Regions from separate parts of the Sus scrofa genome. Here region 2 is linked to region 1. Evidence: chromatin contacts called from public Hi-C data. All regions are on one chromosome and are shown on one strand. Each heading gives the region's core, a stretch centred on a gene start, on an enhancer-like site or on the middle of the called end of the contact. The rest is flanking DNA. Distances are from core to core; before and after follow the strand shown.

Region 1 (4,143 bases), core at 1,494-3,993:
ATTGCCTGAATACTGTAGTGATTTTTTTTTCTCCTGGTTTTTTAGGGCTGCACCCACATATGGAAGTTCCCAGATTAGGGGCTGAATTGGGAGCTATAGCTGCCAGCCACAGCAATGCCAGATCCGAGCCACGTCTGCCACCTACACTGCAGCTCATGGTGCCAGATCCTTAACCCACTGAGTGGGGCCAGGGATTGAACTCTCATCCTCATGGATACTAGTCAGATTCGATTCCACTGAGCCACGACGGAAACTCCAATTCTGTACTGATTCTATTTTATTTCAAAGGTGTTTTCCAGTGTCGCTGTTGTTCAGGTGCCAATGCCTCTGTGCTACCATGAGGACCATTGGGTTACCCAGAGAAACTGGCTTGTGGGCATCAGGACACCAGAAGCCTTCAAAAGGAAGTCTGCACAGAAACATATCTGGCCTGCCCATCCTGTACCCCTTTCTCTGGAAAGAAGGTAAAGACAGCAGAAGGAACTCTCACCCTCTGGAATGAGGACAGTAATGAGCCATTGCCCATCCATCTCTAGGGCCTCTCTGGAAAGAGAATGTGTCGTCTAGAGGCGGAACCCCATCTGGGTCCCTCTGCCTGCTAGAGGGCAGCTAGGGGGTTGGAATGGCCTGCACTGGCACTCTTGGGGACACCCATGCTCACCAGTTTCAAAGCCTCCCAACCCACACTCTAGTTACTCCCATTTCTCGAGATCCTCACAGAGCCTTCCATGGGTGTTAAGAGTCAATGTTAAGCGGCCTCCACTGAGCAACTAGAGAAACCGCAAATTACACATTTACAGAAAAACCCAGTCTGTCTCATCTTTTCTTCCACAATTTATTTCCTCATCTGTGAAATGGGAATAACAGCCCTGTCACATCTACTTCATCAAGAGAAAGTGCTAAGGTGGAAAAGCTATAGAAAGGCAAGGTATTCTTACTGCTGTTGTAGCCATTTTTATTATTGCACATCTCCTAAGCCCACAGTCTCATATAACGTAAAACAGTGAAATATCCACTAAATGTCTCAAATCTAGCCCACAGCCTACTGAGGAGATGGCTGCCTAAAAGCTTGTTAAAAATCTAGGTTCCTGGAGTTCCCTGGCGGCCTGGTGGGGTTAAGGGCCTGGTGTTGTGGCACAGGTCCCAGGCCCCGGAACTTCCAAATGCCTCAGGCACAGCCAAAAAATGAATTAATAAAAAAATAAAGTACTCATACTAAAAAAAAAAAAAAAAAAAAAAAAAAAAAAAACTAGGTTTCCCAGCCCTACCTTAAGCCAACTGAATCGGAACCTGCAAGCTGCAAGAGTGGAGCCCAGAGACCTCTATTTTCAACAAGCTTCCAGGCAACACTGACCATCAGCACTGACCAGGTGTGTGTCCCCTATTTGCTCCATTCATCAGCACTGGACAGAACTGCTCAGCCTCATTTGGAGAAAGAGAAGTAGGACATACAATGCTTCCTGCATCTCTCAAACGTGACCAGTGGGGTAGTTTATAGCACAGGTGAGTGACAACCCTTGTCTAAGGGAGTAGGAAGCAGAAACAGTGCTTTAGGAAGGTTGGGGGGAGGTGAGGGGTTAAGGTTCTGCAAGAGGACCACCAGACAGGGGGAGGAGTGGTCGGTGGGAAAAGGAATTGGACTCACCTACAATGATACCACAAGCACTGACCAATCCAATCTCTTTCTTCAGGGCCACTCCGCCCTCTCCAGAACCAGTCTCCGACTTGCTCCCACCTGGGTGGTTCTTTTCAGTGTTGTTTCGTTGCCTGGCTCCTTTTTCCATGTTTCTCAGTAGGATTTCAACCTCCGAAAGGTATCTCTCTTTCTAAATGCATACGGGTGTAAATATATTTAGAGAGAGAGCCTTTCACATGGAAATGTCCTTTTCCGAGAAAAAGACCATTCCTACCCTCTTAAAAAATAAAAAAATAAAAAAAGACCCAGGCAGGTAAAAGAAAAAAATGAAAAAATTCCTACTGTCTTGGCACTTTCTTGTTACTCGTGCTTACAAACAAAGAAAGTGTTGTTAAAAGAGGGGGGAAGAGACATAGACATTTAAATATAAAAATAGAACTGTACTAGCTACTCCGGCTGGAATTCTCCTGAAAGGGATGTGGCTCTTCAAAAACCAGGACCGTTCTGCAATCTATACCAAGCAGCGGCTTATTTCAGACGCTTCAAAGAGATAGTCTGGATTTCCCTCAGCTCTCCCCCTAAGAAAACAGATTGTCTTTACCTCCCCTTAAGCCTTTTCTTTTATGATGAGGATAAAAGTAGTTTTCATTAACTTAAGGGAAAAAAAGGCAATCCTCCGGTACTTTCTTCTCTTCCAGAAAAACAACTGTAGACCCGACCGGTTTGCTCTAGGTCCTGTTTCCACCTGGCGTGGGTTCCTTTCCCCTCCCCGTCTCCTGCCTTCCGCTTTCTCCAGAGGTCCTCCTCTATCTGGCTGGTTTTCTCGTCCCTGTTTTCCTTCTTCAGATCTTCGTCCTCAAGGCACAGGCTGCCCCATCTCTCGTGGTCACAGACGAGTGGCTCAGGCACAAACGAACGTGCTTCCCTTCTAGCAAGCAAGGGGTTTTATGTGCTGAGCTAGCTCCGCCCCCACCTCCTCGGTTCTATCCATCCTCCGTCTCCTCCTCCTGTTCAATTTAAATACCGGCTCGCAGCCCCCAAAGATCACCGAAAAGATGGATTAAAAGCTTTCTCTTTGTAATCGATCGACTCTCTTTTCTCCATCTTTCTCTTTGTAAGTAGTGGAAGTAAAATCCTTCCAGGTCGACTGTTCATGGAGAGTTCACGAGCTAGTATAGCGTTACAGGTCATTCAGCAGATGTGGGCTTTATAAATAAGGGATCCGTTGTGCAGGCGCTTTAGTGCCATCAGAAATACACTGTGAATGTATTAAAATATTTATGTCTGGATGATTTGAGGAAACAGGAGAGAAGGCTGTAGGGCAGGCAAGGCTGTAGGGACATTTATCTTCAAGTATCTGAAAATAGGAGGAAATCAAGGGTGGGAGAGGAGAATGGAAAGAATTAAGAATAACGGAAAAGAGCTTCATTTAGTATAATTGTGAGCAGCTGTGAAGAGTATAGTGGAAATAAAATTACCAGGAAGAGGTGGTAACCTCACTGTTCACAGCTGTTTATTTTGTGTTAGCTGAAACGGAGAGAAAAAAAAGACTCCCACCAGGGTCCCAGGAAAGAATGACGCAAAATCTGGTGGCATGAGGGCTTTCATAGCTTCTAATATTTTTGCATCTATAGCCTATTAGAAAGGCAGATGAAAGAGGGGGTGGGGCGTTAGTATCTCTCTGATCATGAAGCAAATTGTTGATGTTGATGATGAGTTGACTAACTTATTTCCATATTGATATTGTGTCTTGGCTTCTGTGAAGAATTTTACTCAGAAACTACTGCCTTACACGAGATCAATGCTGTCTATTGATAATTGCAAAGAAGTTTGAAAAAACCGCAAGAAGCAATAGAGCAGATAACCAACACTATAAATCTAAAATGAAATCATTTTGAATCTGCATGACATACATTATACAAAAGGAACTTGGGTTTAAAGTGGGTCTGAAAAATAAAGTTCCTCAAGCTGTCCACTAAGTACAGAAAGTGGGCATCATTTTCTGGAGAATGTTCCAAAATATTTTGGATTTTAAGGAAAATAAATACTTAATTCTTTACAGCAGGGATGGTTGAGCTATTGTAAGAAGGGCTTTTCCAAATGTGGTAAGTTCAATCAGCAATCTTTTCCACTTCACCCCTTGACCACTCACCACTCAGCAAGTATTAAGAGGTTTCAAAGGTTGGAACTTAAACTACTTCTCCTTCTGCAGTCCAAGATACAGCAAACTGAAAGCATCAGCAAAAAAAAAAGATGGAGGGTGGTGATGTAAAAAGAATTTTAAACAAAAAAGAACAGGCAAGGAAGGGAATATATAGCACAAAACTCCATGGGAGGGAATGAGTCATGGGAAATGAAAAAAATTTGATTTGCTTTTGGCCTTTCCTGGCATCAGAAAGCATCAACAATCTGATTTGAAGATTTCTGCCCAGATTTCAACATCAAGGTATAAAACAAATGACCTTTCTGCTCTTGAACATGAGTTCTTTCAGTAATGTATTTCTAAT
Region 2 (4,559 bases), core at 1,267-3,766, 45 kb before region 1:
TACCAGCTTCAAAAGTCTGACTGTTCTAGGAGTTCCCACTGTGGCACAATGAGATTGGCAGTGTCTGCAGTGCCAGGATGTAAGTTCAATCCCGGCCCAGCACAGCTCTGACTGGACCCCTAGCCTGGGAACCTCTGTATGCCTCAGGTGAAGACATGAAAAAAATAAAAAAACCCCCAAAAGTCCGACTATTCTAAAGGGTGTGTAGTGGTACTTCACTGAGGTTCTGATTTGCATTTCCTGAGAGACTAATGATGCTAAGCATGTTCCATGTGTTTATTTGCTACCATCCCTCTATCTTTAGTGGCGGGTAGGGCGAGGAGTCACAGGGTTCCCACAGAGAGGTCAACAAGGAGTTCCCATCGTGGCTCAGAGGTAATGAGCCCAACTAATATCCATGAGAATGTGGGTTCTATCCCTGGCCTCGGTCAGTGGGTTAAGGATCCAGCATTGCTGCGGCTGCGGTGTAGGCCGGCAGCTGCAGCTCTGATTTGACCCTTAGCCTGAGAACCTCCATATGCTGCATATGCAGCCCTAAGAAGGAGAAAAAAGAGAGAGATGCCAACAAAATGGAAGTTCCAAAGACAGGCAGAGAGCTCAGAGGCTGAACGCTTGGAGAGTTTTACCACCACACTCCCTAAGCAACCCCCAGGGGCCCAGGGGACAGGACCCCATTTCCTGGTAGTCATGAAGTCCTTGAGAATAAGGGATAAAGTTAAAATCCTCTCGTTTCCTCTTCCCCTGCAACAGTGACTAGAATGCCCCCCAGTTTTCCAAGGCTGCAAGCCACATGCATACAAGCACAAGACTCTCTTTCCTCAAGCCTCTAATAAGGCCTCTGACTTCACCTGAACGGCAGATCAAGTTATATCAATACTTTATTCTTAAACTGTTCTTTTACTTTCCAAGTATTTTCCAACTGTTCTTGATTCTTAGAACATTTCCACAGGATAGGGACCTGACATTGTTATCCATCTGTAACCTTCCTATGCCATCTCTAGCTGGCAAGCTCCTTCTCATCTTTCAAGATCTAGCTCAAATGTCGCCTGTTCTGTGAGTCTTTATTATTTATTCTTGATGAGGCATCTGCCCGGGAAGATATATCAGCTGTGTCTTGTAGACAAGGAATGAAATTTCTCCCTCCTCTATGCCCAGACCACTGTTAATATCTAAGACTGACACTTATTTCTTTGTATTAAAATTATCTGTTTGGAGTTCCCATTGTGGTACTGTGGAAACAAATCCGAGTAGGAACCATGAGGTTGTGGGTTCGATCTCTGGCCTAGCTCAGTGGGTGGGTTAAGGATCTGGTGTTGCCGCGAGCTGTGGTGTAGGTCACAGACACAGCATGGATCCTGCTTTCCTGTGGCTATGGTGTAGGCCAAGAGCTCTGATTTGACCTCTAGCCTAGGAACCTCTATATGCCGTGAGTACAGTGCTAAAAAGCAAAAATAATAAGCCAATAAATAAAATAAAATACTGTTTCATTTTCTCTGTCTTCTGGTAGACTAGGAAGGCAGTTGTGACTTTTCCCTGTTTCTAACCCTAGGGTATATATAGCACTGGTGCCTGCAAATAGTAGGTGCTCAATAAACATTTAACACTCAATAAAGAAAATGCCACAGTTCATTAGTCCTCCAAGTTCAACTCAGTCCACACATCCTACGACACATGCCAACGTTCCCTGCTCCCCAGGAACCTCCTCAGTGGGTTTCACAGAAAGAGCAGCAGAAAACACAACTTCAAGGGTGGTTATGCTGCCCTGGACTCATGACTCCTGGTGGAGGAGTTTTTTTAATCCAAGACGGTGTCATATAAGGAGAACCAAAACATGTGGTCAGAGGGAGGATTTTAAATGCCCGAACTGGGAGAACATTTTGTAATTGTTCCAGAAGGACTGAGCTGTCCTAGTAAATACACTGCTTGGTTTATCTTACTCAATTCAATAAGGATTTCAGGATCACATGCCTGCCTACAATTCAACCTAAGTCACTCCCAGCAACTGGGCCTATAATCTCAACTTCTCCCAGGGCCCCGAAGCATTAGGGACAAGGTTGGGCCCCTGGGACCCAGGAGTTCAAGCAGATACAAACAGTAATGACTAAAGGATAAAGGAAGATTAGGAAACAACACCTTTGTGGCTTGAGGACAGGTAAGGATTACAGAATAAGGAGCCAGAACGAGCGTGACCTCATCACGTGGAGAAGCAAGTCCTTGTACCAAGGGGAGGAGAGGGCAGGGCGGGGAGGAGGAATGCGGTCACCTCCCCACCTCCTGGATAGAAAACACAAAGGGACCTTATCAGGGCAGCCAGAGAGACTTCCTCAGAGTGCTCCTTGGGGAATTGGAGATGTTTGAAGGAAGGGACAATTTTAGCCCTTGATTAAACCTTTAGCCTTTTCAGGAATCTTCCAGACATAAAATGGGGTGGGAGAAACAGGCAGCCAGTAACACTAATCTCCTTGGAACAATGGCTGCAGGCCCTGTGTGACCCTTCGCCCTGCAGTTGGGTGATCACAGCAGTGACGGAGGGGGAAAGAGAGTACTTCCAGTCTCCTGGAACCACAGGCTAGCGTTCCTCACAGCAGGCTGAAACCCGAGCCTCCATCCGGAGAGGAAAGGTCAGTGAGTGAAGGCAACACTTGCCAAGCCCCTGCCCTGCGACATCCTGCCTCTGCCCGTCTGACCTCAGCGCCTCTTTCTCTTGCTGATGGCTACGTCCCCTCTCTCTTCCCAGCCAGATCTTGAATTCTACATGCTTAAGACACAGTGACCTCAGGGAAGCCACATATAGAGGGGGTCCAGTGGTCACTACAGCCTTGAGCTGTGAGGATCTTCATGCATCCATCCATCCAACCATCCAACCACCATCCACAAAGAGCCTGTAAGTTCTACATACTCTGGTGGAGGTAGTTATACATAAGACACAAGTCCCTTCCTGTCCTCAGGAAGTTGACATTGTAAGAGGGTAGATGGGTGAGCGAAAGATGATCACAAAGCAATATGATTTTTGTTTGTTTGTTTTGCTTTTTAGTGTGGGCACTATGGAGGTGCCCAGGATAGAGGTCGAATCAGAGCTATAGCTACCGGACTACAGCAGAGCCACAGCAAGGCCAGATCCAAGCCGGGTCTGCAACCTACACCACAGCTCACGGCAATGCTGGATCCTTAAACCACTGAGTGAGGCCAGGGATGGAATCCGTAACCTCATGGTTCCTAGTCAGATTCGTTTCCACTGTGTCACAAGGGGAACTCCACAAAGCAGTATGTTGATGGCAGAGTTCTTCAAAGAGGCTGGCAGGCATCCATGAAGAGTTCCTAGCTCAGGCCAGGAAATCAGAGATGCTTCTTATAGGTGGGGAAGACCCTTAGCAATGGAGAGAATTTTATAATTTGAGATTGGCTGGACCAAATAAAAGAGAAGACAGGAGTTCCCATTGTGGCTCAGTGGTTAAGAATCTGACTAGTGTCCATGAGGATGCGGGATCAATCTCTGGCCTTGCTCTGTGGGTTAAGTATCTGGTGTGGCCACAAGCTGCGGCACAGGTCAAGAATATAGCCTGGATCTCATGTTGCTGTAGTTTGTGGTGTAGGCCACAGCTACAGTTCCGATTCAACCCCTAGCCTGGGAACTTCCATATGCTGCAGGCGTGGCCCTAAATAAAAATAAATAAGTAAACCAGAAGGCATAAGACTCTGGTTCTTGACCATTGTAATCTTGCTGTGGTGGTGGGTTCTGCTTCTCCAGAGGGAATCCCAGGCTTCTCTGTATTTCTTGGGCATTTCCTCCTCTCTTTTTTTCTTTCTGTTTCCTGGCTTAAAAAGGGTGTGGGAGTTTCCATTGTGGCGCAGTGGAAACAAATCCGACTAGGAACCATGAGGTTGTGGGGTTTGATCCCTGGCCTCGCTCAGTGGGTTAAGCATCCAGCGTTGCCGTCACCTGTGATGTAGGTCACAGATGTAGCTCAGATCTGGAGTTGCTGTGGCTCTGGTGTAGGCCAGCAGCAATAGCTCCGATTGGACCCCCAACCTGGGAATCTCCATATGCCACGAGTGCGACCCTAAAAAACAAAAGACAGAAAAAAAAAAAAAAAGGGGGTGTGTGTGTGTGTGAAAAAGCTATCAGGAAGATGAGACTTCAAGAAGATGCTGAGGCAGAGGTTGGTTATTTAATCTGCCCAGTTTGAAAAGCTTAATGTCAAGGCAACAGAAAGGAATACAAAAAAATGAGGCAGGCAGGAGGAGAGGACTCAAAATCCAGTAATCTTGTACCCTGCCCAGAGCCCAGGGCCCAGCAACTGCCAAGTAGGAGAGGCAGGTTCAATGCTTTCTGTCCATGCAACAGCTCCAGAACTGGCAGAGATGCAGAGTACTTGTCAGACCCAAAACAGTGCACAACCTGTTGCTGACCTGGAGCCTGTCCGCTGTAGACAAGTGAGTAAGCTCCTGCTCCCTAAGAGAAGGTGCCCCCAGCCCCAGGCCAGCCCTGATCCTCAGACTCTAATCCCCGGGGAGTCACAGAAGCCTCTGCTTCACTACCCCCACCCTCGACAATGACA

What was found. Hi-C and Micro-C count contacts between places; a contact is called where the count stands out from the background.
Region 2: a contact with region 1 is called in a Hi-C map of skeletal muscle, with 2.7 times the contacts expected there. The contact joins the enhancer-like site here to the promoter of SLC7A8 in region 1. A contact is called at or near these places in 1 of 5 promoter capture datasets (liver), 4 of 47 Hi-C or Micro-C datasets (embryonic fibroblasts, fetal liver and skeletal muscle) and 1 of 2 datasets of contacts at active chromatin or transcription factors (skeletal muscle).

Annotation. Positions count from the first base shown.
Region 1 is chr7:75,853,300-75,857,442 of Sscrofa11.1, reverse strand. It overlaps SLC7A8 (large neutral amino acids transporter small subunit 2), which reads right to left and starts at 2,743. Exons shown (of 11, transcript XM_021099239.1): 1 at 1,646-2,743. The coding sequence starts at 1,784.
Region 2 is chr7:75,898,033-75,902,591 of Sscrofa11.1, reverse strand. All of the region lies in intron 3 of SLC7A8 (large neutral amino acids transporter small subunit 2), which reads right to left. Among named protein-coding and RNA genes, the nearest start is that of CEBPE, 26 kb to the left of the region's middle. Within about 2 kb of position 2,516, at least 25 of the 83 cell types and tissues checked have an H3K27ac peak or open chromatin away from gene starts, as enhancers often do. A contact at or near this core is called in skeletal muscle, where this site is marked.